Regions from separate parts of the Mus musculus genome. Here all the other regions are linked to region 1. Evidence: chromatin contacts called from public Micro-C data. All regions are on one chromosome and are shown on one strand. The core of a region is the stretch at or near the end of the contact, and the rest is flanking DNA. Distances in the headings are between cores, read along the strand shown. Region 1 holds the start of Tox3 (TOX high mobility group box family member 3). Region 2 holds the start of Aktip (thymoma viral proto-oncogene 1 interacting protein). Region 3 holds the start of Rbl2 (RB transcriptional corepressor like 2).

What was found. Hi-C and Micro-C count contacts between places; a contact is called where the count stands out from the background.
Region 2: a Micro-C map of embryonic stem cells shows a contact between it and region 1, with 6 times the contacts expected there. The contact joins the promoter of Aktip here to the promoter of Tox3 in region 1. A contact is called at or near these places in 1 of 39 promoter capture datasets (embryonic stem cells), 1 of 484 Hi-C or Micro-C datasets (embryonic stem cells) and 1 of 115 datasets of contacts at active chromatin or transcription factors (embryonic stem cells).
Region 3: a Micro-C map of embryonic stem cells shows a contact between it and region 1, with 4 times the contacts expected there. The contact joins the promoter of Rbl2 here to the promoter of Tox3 in region 1. A contact is called at or near these places in 1 of 39 promoter capture datasets (hippocampal neurons) and 1 of 484 Hi-C or Micro-C datasets (embryonic stem cells).

What each region holds. Positions count from the first base shown.
Region 1 is chr8:90,346,470-90,350,518 of GRCm38.p6, forward strand. It overlaps Tox3 (TOX high mobility group box family member 3), which reads right to left and starts at 1,783. Exons shown (of 7, transcript NM_172913.3): 1 at 1,394-1,783. The coding sequence starts at 1,480.
Region 2 is chr8:91,131,791-91,135,839 of GRCm38.p6, forward strand. Aktip (thymoma viral proto-oncogene 1 interacting protein) reads right to left here and starts at 2,237. Exons shown (of 10, transcript NM_001302266.1): 1 at 2,110-2,237.
Region 3 is chr8:91,068,294-91,072,342 of GRCm38.p6, forward strand. It overlaps Rbl2 (RB transcriptional corepressor like 2), which reads left to right and starts at 1,764. Exons shown (of 22, transcript NM_011250.4): 1 at 1,764-2,113. The coding sequence starts at 1,883.

The DNA of each region.
Region 1 (4,049 bases), core at 533-3,032:
ACATACAGCCTTCGGCCTTTGCTAGCCTTCCTTTCGATGCTTAAGGCATTCCTCCCAGCTTTGGAAGAGTGTGAATGGTCACTATCACCACTGGACTAAAAACACCCCTCCATCCTAGAGTTACTGGAAGGGTCCTGGGTGCCTGGCCCAGGGCTGCCCACCACGACAGGGAAGTGAGGCAGTGAGACTGCAGTGGTCTTTGCAAACTTTAGCACTGGAGTTGGGAAAAGAGAATAAACAATGAAGAACAGACCTCCATCAGCCAGGGGCACAGTCAACTATCCCGGCGCTAGATACAATCCCTCCTCTTCCTGTTATTTATTCATTAGTTTTGTATTGCACCTTTCTTTTGGCTGCCTCTGTATTTCCTCCTCCGTTATCCAAGCAATCATAAACAAACTAGGATTTGAAAGAAAAGTCGGAGAGGAGGGAGGAGCAGGGGGAAGGGGAAACACACACACACACACACACACACACACAACACACACACACACAATCAAAAGGCGCAGGACTCTTTCTCTGAATATCGCCCTCAGGGTTATGTCGCAAAGCTCTGTGGTGGGAGCAGTAGGCAAGGTAGACAACCGGATCCGGGAAGCCCACTGACTGCGTCCAAGGTCCACCTATGACCACCTGAATCGCTTACTCCTGTAAGTTTGTGCGGCAAGAGGTGAGGAAGATGGGGTGACCCTGAGGCATGATGTGGAGCTGCAACTCTGATCTCCATGAAAGAAAAAAAACTTAACCCGCCCTCCTCCGCAAAATAAAATAAAATACGAAAGCCCACTGCCTTAACTCGGAAGAGGCGAGCATCTTGGTCTAGTAGACCAAAGCGCCCTAGAGCAGGGGAAGTAAGAGGCACCTGCTGGGATCCTGCAACTTCAGGCTTCCCAGATCCAGACCCCAGACCCAGCCACACTCTATAAAGTTTGTTCATCTTCTCCAAGCTCCCGGGGACCAGCTCCTGACTGGGTGGGTGAGGTGAGATGGGCTGCGAAGGTATGGAATCTCTGGCCCACGAGATCGGGGACCCCCTACGTAGCGTGTCCCCCCACCCCCATGCACACATAGTAGGGGTGTTGCAATCGAGTTTACTAATAACATCAACAAAGAATCACACGCCAGTCTCGGCTCAGTCCCGGGACTGCGCTTCACACAGCTTTTAGGGGGAGCGGGGGAGGGGACCAGGAGGGCAGAGGGAGCGCCAGCAGAGGGACAAAAAGGTGGGTAGAAAGGGCACGTAAAGAGAAGACGAAAAGAGTTGGTCGGAGACTAAGGCGCACCGAGAAGCCAGCGGGTGGGAAGGAAAGATCAGAAAGAAAGTGCAGCAGGCTAGGCGGGACGAGGGACGCGCCCGGGATGGAGAGGTGGCCCCCGCCCCCGGCCCGGTCACCTTGCTGTAGCCGTAGTACCCCAGGCACTGCGCGAAGTCCAGGCCGGCTGGGTCCCCGGCCGCCGCGGGGTAGAACCTCACATCCATGCCGGGGCCGGGGGCTGGGGGCCGGGGCTGGAACTCGCCGGGGCCGCTACCCGCCTCCTCGCGGCCGTACGATCCACCGTCGAGGACGCCCGGCCGGGGGCGCCCGGGGACAGCGCACGGGCCGTGGGACTGTAGGGGCGTCGCGCGGGGGCCGCCGACGAGCCCGGGAGCTGCGGCTGCAGCACACAAAGGCGCGGCCACGCGAGCCGCGGGAGAGCGGGAGGCGGCCCGAGGGACGCGCCCCACCGGGACACCGAAGCTGGCTGCGCGCGGGCCGGGCGCCCGGGGCGCGGGGCGCAGCGCGTGGGCCCGGGACGGCCGGCGAGCTCAGGTGCGCGGCGAAGCTGGGACGGCGGCGGCGGCAGCGGCGGCGGCTGGCCCCGCTCCTCCTCCCCGGGCGGACTGAGCCGAGGAGCCGCGGAGACAAGGGGCCCGGCCCCTCCCCTGCCGCTCCCCCTCCTGCCGCCGCCGGTCCCCTCCCCGCGCCGCTGCCGCTCCGCCCCTCCCACCGCGGGCAGCTGGCGCGCCGCCCGCCCCGCCGGTGCGCTCCGCCGCCGACCGCCTCCGGGCTCGCGCCCCGCCCCGCGCCCCGTGCAGCCCCGGCCACCGCGCGCTCCTCTCCCGGCCTCTCACCGTCCCACCCCTTCCCTCCCCGGTCCTCTTTGTCCCCGCGGCCTCACCGCTCTCCCCGCTCCCGGGCCTCCCTCGGCCTCCCCGCTGCTGCCAGCACCGTCCCTCCTCGAGTCCCACTCTTCTCCCGTGCGACCCTCGCTTCCCTTGGCCCCAGCATCCCAAAACCGTCCACTTCTCACCCAGCCCTCTCTTCTGCCCCTACCACCTCGTCCCAGTTCTTGCTGGTGGGGGACCTGTTTCCCAATCCCTCTACCCTACTTACTCTTCTACTTGGATATCCCCGGTATAGACTCAGCCCAGAAACTAACCTGTGCAGGTGGCTCCTGAGCCAGGAGCCGGAACCCCATGTACACCTGTGGTCTTTACCAGAGGGGTGTTAGGGCCTGACCTTTCACAAGTAAGCAGACTTGAAGCTTCCCAGGTTAAGCCTCAAGTCCGGTCTCTTTGTATTTTCTTTACTCTTGTTTGTTTTCGAAAGGCATTTGAGTAACTGGATCTAGGCGGATCACTCGCTGCTCTCCTAGAGAAAATGTCCCTCTTTTCCTAAAAGGTTCTGGGTGATTAACTTCCCCACGCTGCACCCACCCACCCTCTTATTTCTTTCTCTTTCTTTTAATCTACATTTCTCTCCCCCCACCCTCCGCCCCCATACCCCCACCATCACCACCACCCTTGGCTTTATTGCTCTGAGTTAATTTGAAAGTTTGGCCTTCAGCCTTGGCGCTAGAAAATGTTGGCTGAGCTGTGAGATCTCCCTTTCTCGGTTCAGTTATCTGCGAACTACTTTGAACTAGAAGGGAAAGATGTTAAACTATTTCAACTGACAGTCTCTAAAGGTGTGGGGCCTGGATCACTTCGCTGGTCTGGGACCTGAACTTTTCCAGACATGCACGGATTTCTAAGTGTTCTCCAGCTTGCAACACCTATGTGTACCTTCCTTCACTCAATACTATACTTCAGGAACCAAGCAAGAAAAATAAACTTCAATTAGGTGGAAATGTGTGTGTGTGTGTGTGTGTGTGTGTGTGTGTGTGTGTGTGTGTGTGTGTGTGTGTGTGTGTTCTTAGCAGAAACTTGTCAGGGGACTGCCTAAGAGAGCCCTGTGTATTCAGAGAAGGAACAACTCCCCACATTGTCACTGGGTTGACTCTTAATTCCCCCCTCCTGAAGAGGCTTTGGTCCCCTCTCCTGAGTCTCCATTTACTGTTGACAACCCAGCGGCGCTCCCTAATGGCCCAGCGGGTTGCACAAATTGGCAGTGTGCTGAGATGTTATCAGGACAACACCCCATTGAGTAAGTTCTTGAAACGGTGAAGTGGAGGCCCTTTCTCTGGGCCACTGGGCGCCTGTGGCCTTTCCACCAATCAGAACTAGAGGTTGCAGTGGCCACCTGTTGTCCCGAAAGAGAACATCTTTTAAGTTTCACTATGAGTATCTAACAATAGTGGCAAAGTGCAGGGTCTGACCAAGGGAGAGAAGAAACCGCTGGCCCAGGGTACCAGAAAAGAATATTCCTACCGGGTAACCCTTAAAGGGAGCAAGCATCAAAGGCCGGGCAGATGAGCTTTTCTCTCTGCACACTCCTATCTCTCCCTCACCTTACAGTCTATCTGCCTTGCATCTCAAGCAATCTGAGCTTGATTACAGAGGATGAAGTAAAGTATAAACAAAGTTGCCGAGGGAGAACCTGAAGTTGTAATCAGACCTCCTGAATCTGGCACATAAATACTCTGCTGCAGAAATCCCACTAGCTGCAGAAGCTGGAATTACAGGAGCTAGTGGGTTGCACTCATAGAAACTGTGAGAGCCTTGCCCCTAGACTCTCTGGGTTTAGGAATGCCTGCTCACACCCCATACCACTCTTGGCCACTATTTTAGATTTTTTGCTTTTCCCTATACAGCCTCTGCCTGTCACGCAGAAGCCTTTGAGAGGAGA
Region 2 (4,049 bases), core at 987-3,486, 790 kb after region 1:
CAGGGCTATACAGAGAAACCCTGACCTGGGGGGGGGGGGTATATACCTGTATGAGGAAAAGGGAGTAGAGTCCTGTCCCTACTACTCCAAGAAACTGCCCTTTAAGGAAAAAAAAAGAAAACAAAAACTCACTATGTGGTCCAGGTTAGTCAGGAATTCAGGATACACCCCAGGCTGGCCTCAAACTCCCAATCTTCCTGCCTCTGCCTTAACCTACAGGGAATACAGGTAACTGGTATTCCTAGCAAAAGGAGGTTTGTTTAAAGTACTAAAAATACAGTATAAAATTCTGCAGTATTCTGCACCTGAGGAATTTCAAATGCGTACATTCACAGAGGGTTCAAAGGAGAGAGACACTTCAGGTAGTGGATAAGAAACCAGGTTTCGGGCTGGTGAGATGGCTCAGTGGGTAAGAGCACCCGACTGCTCTTCCGAAGGTCCAGAGTTCAAATCCCAGCAACCACATGGTGGCTCACAACCATCCCTAATGAAATCTGATGCCCTCTTCTGGAGTGTCTGAAGACAGCTACAGTGTACTTACATATAATCAATAAATAAATCTTTAAAAAAAAAAAAAAAAAGAAACCAGGTTTCAAAGACCACAAGGTCAGTGGGTGGCTTAGTAAATATACAAAGACAGACACAAAAGTAGCCAGCTCAGCTGCAAGACTCCCTCCACAAAGTCTGCTGAGTTTAAAAGGATGGCTTCTTATTTATATCCCTGAAGGTGAAAGGGGTCAAAACTCACATTTCTAAGAAGCAATGCTATACCAGTATCTCTAATCAGCAGTGCCTTGTGGGCATATAGCATCCATGGGTGGGTACCAGCCAGTGCCTATAACTGCTGCCGTGCTTTCCAGGAGACAGTGTCACCCAGTAATTAAACCAGAGGACAGGGATCCCACTTCTCCCACTAACTTGCTGACTTGCAGCCAGGTAGGGCTTTGCAAACCTGCTTTTAAAGGTGGCTGACACCATAGTGCATCAAAAATTCAAGGAGGGTTATGTTCCTGTTTGGCTCAAATGAAAACTATATATTTTCCTTAAGGACTAGTAACCCACTGCCTAGACACACATGTTTTCTCAAGGTTTTTCTTCACCTCTTGAGAGGCGTGGCATTTCCTATTTGTAAATGTACTGGCACTGGGCACCTTTCATGTCTTCTGCCTTTAAAAATTCAGTACATGGCCCTCAGTTCCTCCAAAAGGTACCATGTACCGTCCAGCGCAGCCATATTTTTAACTCAGTGGTTCCAATAGCAACATAAGCACAAGGAACCGTAGCCAACTTTTCAGAAACTACAGTTTGCTAGATGAGCAATCTACCATAAGCATAGCATGACATCGTCCAATAGTAATGACAGATGTAAGGAAAACAGGTTCCATCCTTATTCGCAGAAAATACCACCAGACTTCCTGCTCCTCTGACTCTTAAAAAAAAAAAATGATTGCATGCATTTACACAGCTGAGCGAAGTCTGCATCTTCACCTATGCGACAGTGAGTATACCGCAGAGGGCCAATGAGACCTAGCTACCATCGTTCTTCTGTGACACAGAGCTAACTAATGTTATCACCCCAAAAAGGGTTTACGAAATTCCACATTAAGAGGCCACCAGACAGGACCGAGGAAAAGTAAACAGCCCGGGCCTCCGACAGCCCGGCTGGCTGGGCAGCTAGCTGGGCCGGGCACCCTGGCCCGGGGCACAATCCCATTTCGGAGCACGTAGAGAATCTGGACAAACCTGTCCCGAGGTGATGTAAGGCTGGTGCCCGGCCCTAGCCTGGAAGCGAGTTGGAGGCTGGCTGGGCCCGCTAGTCTGCAGCCGAGGCCGAGAGCCTGGGGCTTCATGTCAGCCCCTCGCCAGACAGACGGGACCCAGCGCAGGAGGGGCAGACCAAGCGGAGCAGAGCGCCACCAACCCTGCCGCCCTCTTCCTCGGGTGCAGCAGGTGCCTGCAGCGCACAGGTGCGGCCCCGCCCCCGTGTCCCCGCGCGGCCGCCGTCGCCCCGGTCCCTAGCGCACCCCAGGGAACCGAACGCCGGGCCGCGGACACAAACCCTCTGTCCTGACGACTCGGTAGCCACCAGCCCAGAGGTGAGACGCTTACCTGGATGCCCTCGGTGCGGAGCGCTGGGGGCCGAGCGCCACCGCGGGCCAACAGCATCTCCGGCTGTCCTGCAGCCCGGCCCCTGCCGCTCCTCTCCCGCAGAGCCCCGCCCCGCCCTGCCCTCAGCGGGACACGCCCTGGACACGCCCTAGACTGGGCGCTTCCGCTCGGATACCCATGCCGAATGGCTCTCTCTCGCCGTCCATCAAAAACGTACTTCCGGGAGGTGTTGGGGCTTGGAGCTCCGTCCTGCCAATCAAGTTAGCGCCGCTCGGGTGGGGCCGCGCTCGTACCTCCCCCTTACGTAACAGCGCCCAGGGACGAGCTGTCAGTCAAAGAAGCTTCAATCCCTGGGGAGGCTGGGACGAGAAACAAACAGGCACCAGGCCGCCATTGGACGTGGCGTGTGTCAGTCACCATGGATACCCACCCAGAGGTTTATGCGGCAGCCACTATAGCCAGTCTCCGGCAGTGATTGCTGCTAGCTCTTGGCTCCGCCAAGCGTCAGCCGGTATCCAGGCCTGGACTCTGAGCCACTGGCTGGAGAGGGAGGTCTGCAGCTCCCTGGTGGGAGTGATGGGATTTATTAATCAACTTGCTTAGGAGACAATAAGTGACACAGAGTAGAATTTAGCTGAGGTAGTGCTACCTTTACAATAAATCCAAAGTTATCAGGCTTGTTAGAAAGAATTCTGTAAATGTTTCTTCCCGGGGATTGATGTGCATTAGGTTCCATTCCCATAACCAAAAAAAAGACAACCCTGATTTACAACCAGCCATTAAACACATTAGCGTATCAAAGAACGTGTCTCTAACGGATACAAGCATCCTGAAGTTCTGGCCTGACATAAAGCCCCGTTTCTCTGGAGAAAAGCATAATTCTGCCCAGTGGCCAAGATGACCCTCTGTAACGACTATTATCGAACAACACTGATGTACTTAAGAAATAATTCTGGCGCCGGGCAGTGGTGGCGCGCACGCCTTTAATCCCAGCACTTGGTAGGCAGTGGTAGGCAGATTTCCGAGTTCTAGGCCAGCCTGGTCTACAGAGTTCCAGGACAGCCAGGGCTACACAGAAAAACCCTGTCTTGAACCCCCCCCCCCAAAAAAAAAAAAAAAGAAGGAAGGAAGGAAGGAAGGAAGGAAGGAAGGAAGGAAGGAAGGAAGGAAGGAAGAAATCTGGCAATATTTGGCTGTGTAAATCTTAAATGGCCAGACTTGCAGCCTACAGTCTCTGTTTCTACTGTGGCCTGCATCCCTTAGTCCCTACTTGTTACAAGATATGTCTGGCCCCTACTCTAATTTTTCCCCGCCCGGGAAACATGCTGCCTTTCTCCCTAGAAGCCCTTCCCCATGTAACTCAGCCATTTTGGTTACCTGCTCCTTTCAGTTTACCCCTTACTCTCTTAGCCAGTCTCTTAGACCAAGCTGCCTCTCTTGGTTGGCAGCTCCCCTTCTAGCTCTCTGTTTCCACATCTCCTCAGGTGGCGCAGCTCAGTCTGGGGATGTTCACTCTCCCAGATGTCTCTGCCTCTGTCTCTGCACCCCCTTTTATCTGCCATAAACTTTGTCCTTCACCATACCTAACAGCAGTCGCTTCCTTTCCTTTTTTGTCATTCAAGAGGCAGGGCGTCAGGGGAGCTTGCCTCTAGTCAGCCCCTCCACAGATCTGTCAGGGGCTTGAGAACCAGGGAACCGGTGTCACAAAGGTCTCTAGCACCGAAGTTGGAGGCCCTCTCCCATGGCGGCGTGTAGCCCGCTCCCACCTAGTTCTTGCGTGTCGCTCTCACTTTGACCTGAAACACTTGTGACCTTTCCCTGTTCAAATGCCTCCCACTGGGTACATTTCATGCTCCATAAAACCCAACGGCCCCTGGCTTTCAAGACGACCTTTTCTGGCCACCTCCTTCCTGGTCTAGCCCAATTCTGTGAAGGCTGCC
Region 3 (4,049 bases), core at 514-3,013, 720 kb after region 1:
CTCTCCAGCCTACAAAATTGTCAAAATAGCTAATGGATGATGACTTCAATCCAATGTCCTCATGGCCTAGAACTAAGTATCTTTTTGGTCAGTATTGTTTGCGCACGTGTGCATTTGTTTGAATACATTGGTGTGTGTCTTCAAGCCTGTGCACACTGTGTGTAGAAGCCATAGAACAGCCTCAAGTGTTATTTCCCAGGCCCCTCTCTTTTTCAGATCCTGCCTCTCACTGGCCAGCAAGTGAGACTCTCCTCAGGACTCCACCAGCTTATGTTCTCCCCCCCCCCCGCCCCCCTCCACCCCCCCCCACCCCTCCACCTCCCCACACACCTCCACGCCCCCCCCACCCCACCCCCCGCTGCTGAGATTACAAGCCAACCCTCCATTCCTGGCTTTTAACACCTGCTCCCGCAACACATGTGAGTTATACAGGTTGATCTCAGGTGAGGGATTTTTTTTTTGCCACTGAGAATCTCCCCAGCCCTTTTCAATCAATGTGTTTATCTCCACTAGATTCTCTTCACCACTTAAGCCCATGCAATGTGCCTTAAAAGTTTCTTTTCCGTGAGCAAATTCTTTGAAATTCCCTTCATATCTAAGCTTAGTTAGAGATTCGGTAGCTTTAACACCTCAAATCATAAATATAGGAAAGTTTCAAGCCCGGGGACAAAAGGCTGAGGTGCCTATTTAACATATCAAAGAGGACCTGGCTGCTCTGTTCTCCTGGTAGCCCTCAACCTCTACCTGTTACCATAGCCAGCCCCCTACCCAAAACTCTCCAGCTCAAGGGGTGGGCTGTGCTTTCCTATATAATCCAGACATTTTAGTTTCTAGCTCGGTGTACCTTTGGGCCTTCTAGCTGCTGCACCTGGTTCCCCTCTCTCCCCTCTCTCCCTTCACCTCCCGCGCCCCCTCCCCGCACTCTCCTCCCTCAGGTGGCTCAGGGTCATGTCCACTCTGGACTCACTCAGATGTCCCTGCTCTACGCTCTTCCTTTTATCTGTAAGAAACTTTAGCCGTATCTAGGAGCAGTTATGTGATAGCTAATATACATTTTAAGTTATTCTTGAAAACACATTCATGATTATTTGTGTGATTGAGGGTTGAGGGTTGAGGGTTTTTTATTTTGTTTTTGTTTGGTGAAGTGAGATCAATTCTTAGCTCAATATACCTTTGCCATTGATAGCGTTGACATAGGAGTGTCACTTGAGGAATCCTCTCTGTTGGATTGACCTGTGGGTCTTGCCTAGGGAGGTGGCGGCCGCGGGGGTGGCGTTGTATTAAGAAAGTAGCTGATAAAGCAACGGGGAGCTAAGTCAGTAAGCAGCGTCCTGCTTTAACCTCCGTCAATGATGAACTGTAAAGACTAAAATGAAATAAGCCCTTTCCTCTCCGAGTTGGTTACAGTCCGTGTTTATCTCAGCAACAGAGACTAGAAAGGGCAGGCAAACTATTATCTTTACTTTGGACCTTTTAGCTTTACTATCTGAGGACCTCTAGGTGAGGATGTGTGTAAAGGGCTTATATACTAAATCCTGTCGATATTTCTTGGTCTTTTTCTCTTCAAACGAGCCTTCTGAATGGTCTCACTATTGAGAGATGCTTTTTAAAACGGTAGAGGACGTGTCCATTCACCCCTAAATGATGCACAGCTCGTTTTTTGCTTTCTTCTTCCATGACTTTTGGTCTCCCTGAGATCCCGGCCGAGACTACATTTCCCAGCAGGCCGTGCTCAGACCTACGGGTGCCCGCATGGGACTGAGGAACTTTGGGGGCGGCACAGTAGCAGGACAGGCTGCTGACGGGCCGGCGCTTCGCGGTTTGAATGGCTGCGGGCCCGGGCCCTGAGCGCATCTGAAGAGCCGCGGCCTCGGGGTGCGCCATGGCATCTGGAGGCAACCAGTCGCCACCGCCTCCTCCAGCTGCTGCAGCCAGCTCGGAGGAAGAGGAGGAGGATGGCGACGCCGCGGATCGCGCGCAGCCCGCGGGGTCCCCGAGCCATCAGATCCAGCAGCGGTTCGAGGAGCTGTGCAGCCGCCTCAACATGGACGAGGCGGCGCGCGCCGAGGCCTGGAGCAGCTACCGCAGCATGAGCGAGAGCTACACGCTGGAGGTGCGTGCTCAGATCCTCCGTGGAGATCGGGGACTCGGGGTGGCCCTAGGATCACTTGGTCGTTTGCCCCGCACCATTGCCTCCCCCTGGCTTTGCGGCCGTCAGAGGAAACTCATTAAGTTTCAGGCTTGCTTACGTGTGAGAATGGCTTAGGATTTATTGTCCCCCACCCCCCGGGCAGATGAAAAGCGGGTGTAGACACACAACATTTGTTGCTGAACTTGGGCACTCTTTTTGGCTGTCATCCAGGTGTAGGCTTGTTATGTTCCGTTCTTGGGACGGGGCTTTGCAGTTGACGAAAATGGCTATTCGGGCTAGTGCCTGTCAACTCTGCAGGCACCTCCCCTGTATGGGCCAATGGGAAGTGACACGGAAGTCCGGATTGTTTTTCAGCTGCCTGTGCGTATGACCCTTTGATTTTATATATGGAAGCTTATCGAAGTAGCAGAGCAAAGAGGCCCCCGACCCGAAGGCTAAGCAAGGTGTTATTTAACTATGATATGGATGTACTTGTGCCATTCTTCTGAGTCGGTTTATTTCTATTTTTTTAAAAATCGACACACATCGAATTCCCCTCTCTCCATTTGTTACACTCACAAAAAAAAGAAACATGGCAGCTTTAGACCTGTGTCTGAGTGACTCTGGACAAGTTTTTAACCACAGTGAAACTCAGTTATGTTGTGTGAGCAGTTTTGTTACTTGTGCCCACTTCAAAGTGCTTACCTAAAGCTTAACTAAAGCAATGTGTGTATGTGTGCAGAAAATTTCCTAGACTGAAGCAGTCTGGCTGAAGAGACCGTAGCCGCCTTCCTTACCCAGTGTTTCCGATAGCCAGGCAAAGAGGAGAACTTCTGGTTTGAAGGACACAAATACTCCCAAACGAATTCTTACTTCACCTTAGAGATGACGCTGTAAATTAGCAAGAATGAGTATTATAACATAGCAGAGACTTCAAATCACAGACTAAGTCATATGAAGCCTGGTGTCACATATGCAAGTGGCATTTAACAGATGCTTAGTAAATTAGTGTGTGTGTGTGTGTGTGTGTGTGTGTGTGTGTGTGTGTGTGTGTGTGTTGGTCAGAGGACGGCTTTGGGGAGTCAGTCTATCTTTTCACCCGTGGATCACTGCAAGTCTGTTAAATCTGTTGGTCAGCTAGTGCCTTTACCTGCTCAGCCTTGCCAGCTCGACTAGTAAATCGTTTTGAAAACATAGTCACTATTTCTTGTTTGGCTGAGGCGTTCTATTTATTTGTTTGTTTATTATTTATGTCTTATTTGGATTGGTTAGTGAGGTTTTAATCTCGATTCTTAGCCCAGTTGACCCTTGCCATAGCTTCAGTTGTCAACTTGACACACCTGGGAATGGGGAGGCCTCATCTGAGGAGTCACCTCCATCAGATGGATGGTGGGCATGCCTGTGGGGCATGGAGGTGGGCATGCCTGTGGGGCATGCTCTATCATCAGATGGACGGTGGGCATGCTCTATCATCAGATGGATGGTGGGCATGCCTGTGGGGCATGCTCTTAGTTGCTAATTGATGTCGCCCACAGTGGGCTATGCTGCCCCTCCTGGTCCTGGACTGTATAAGGGAGGCCTCATTAGCTGTTTCAGCTCTTGCCTCCCAGTTCCTGCCTGGAGCTCCCAATGATAGCCTGTAACCCTTTCCTCCCCAAGTTGCTTTTAGTCATGGTGTCTATCTTAGCACATCTAGGACAGCCCTATACTGGCACGAATACTTGTTCATTTTGGAGTATTTCCTGAGCCCCTATCTCTTGCCATAGGTTTTCTAGGTACTGGGAAGAAAGCAGTGGGTGAAACCTAAAACTCCCTGATGCATGAGTTTCCGGTCAGGAATACTGGAGAATAAGTAATGTAGACCAGCAGTTGTCTGAAAACATACAGAGGAAATAAAGCACACTTGATCATTAATACT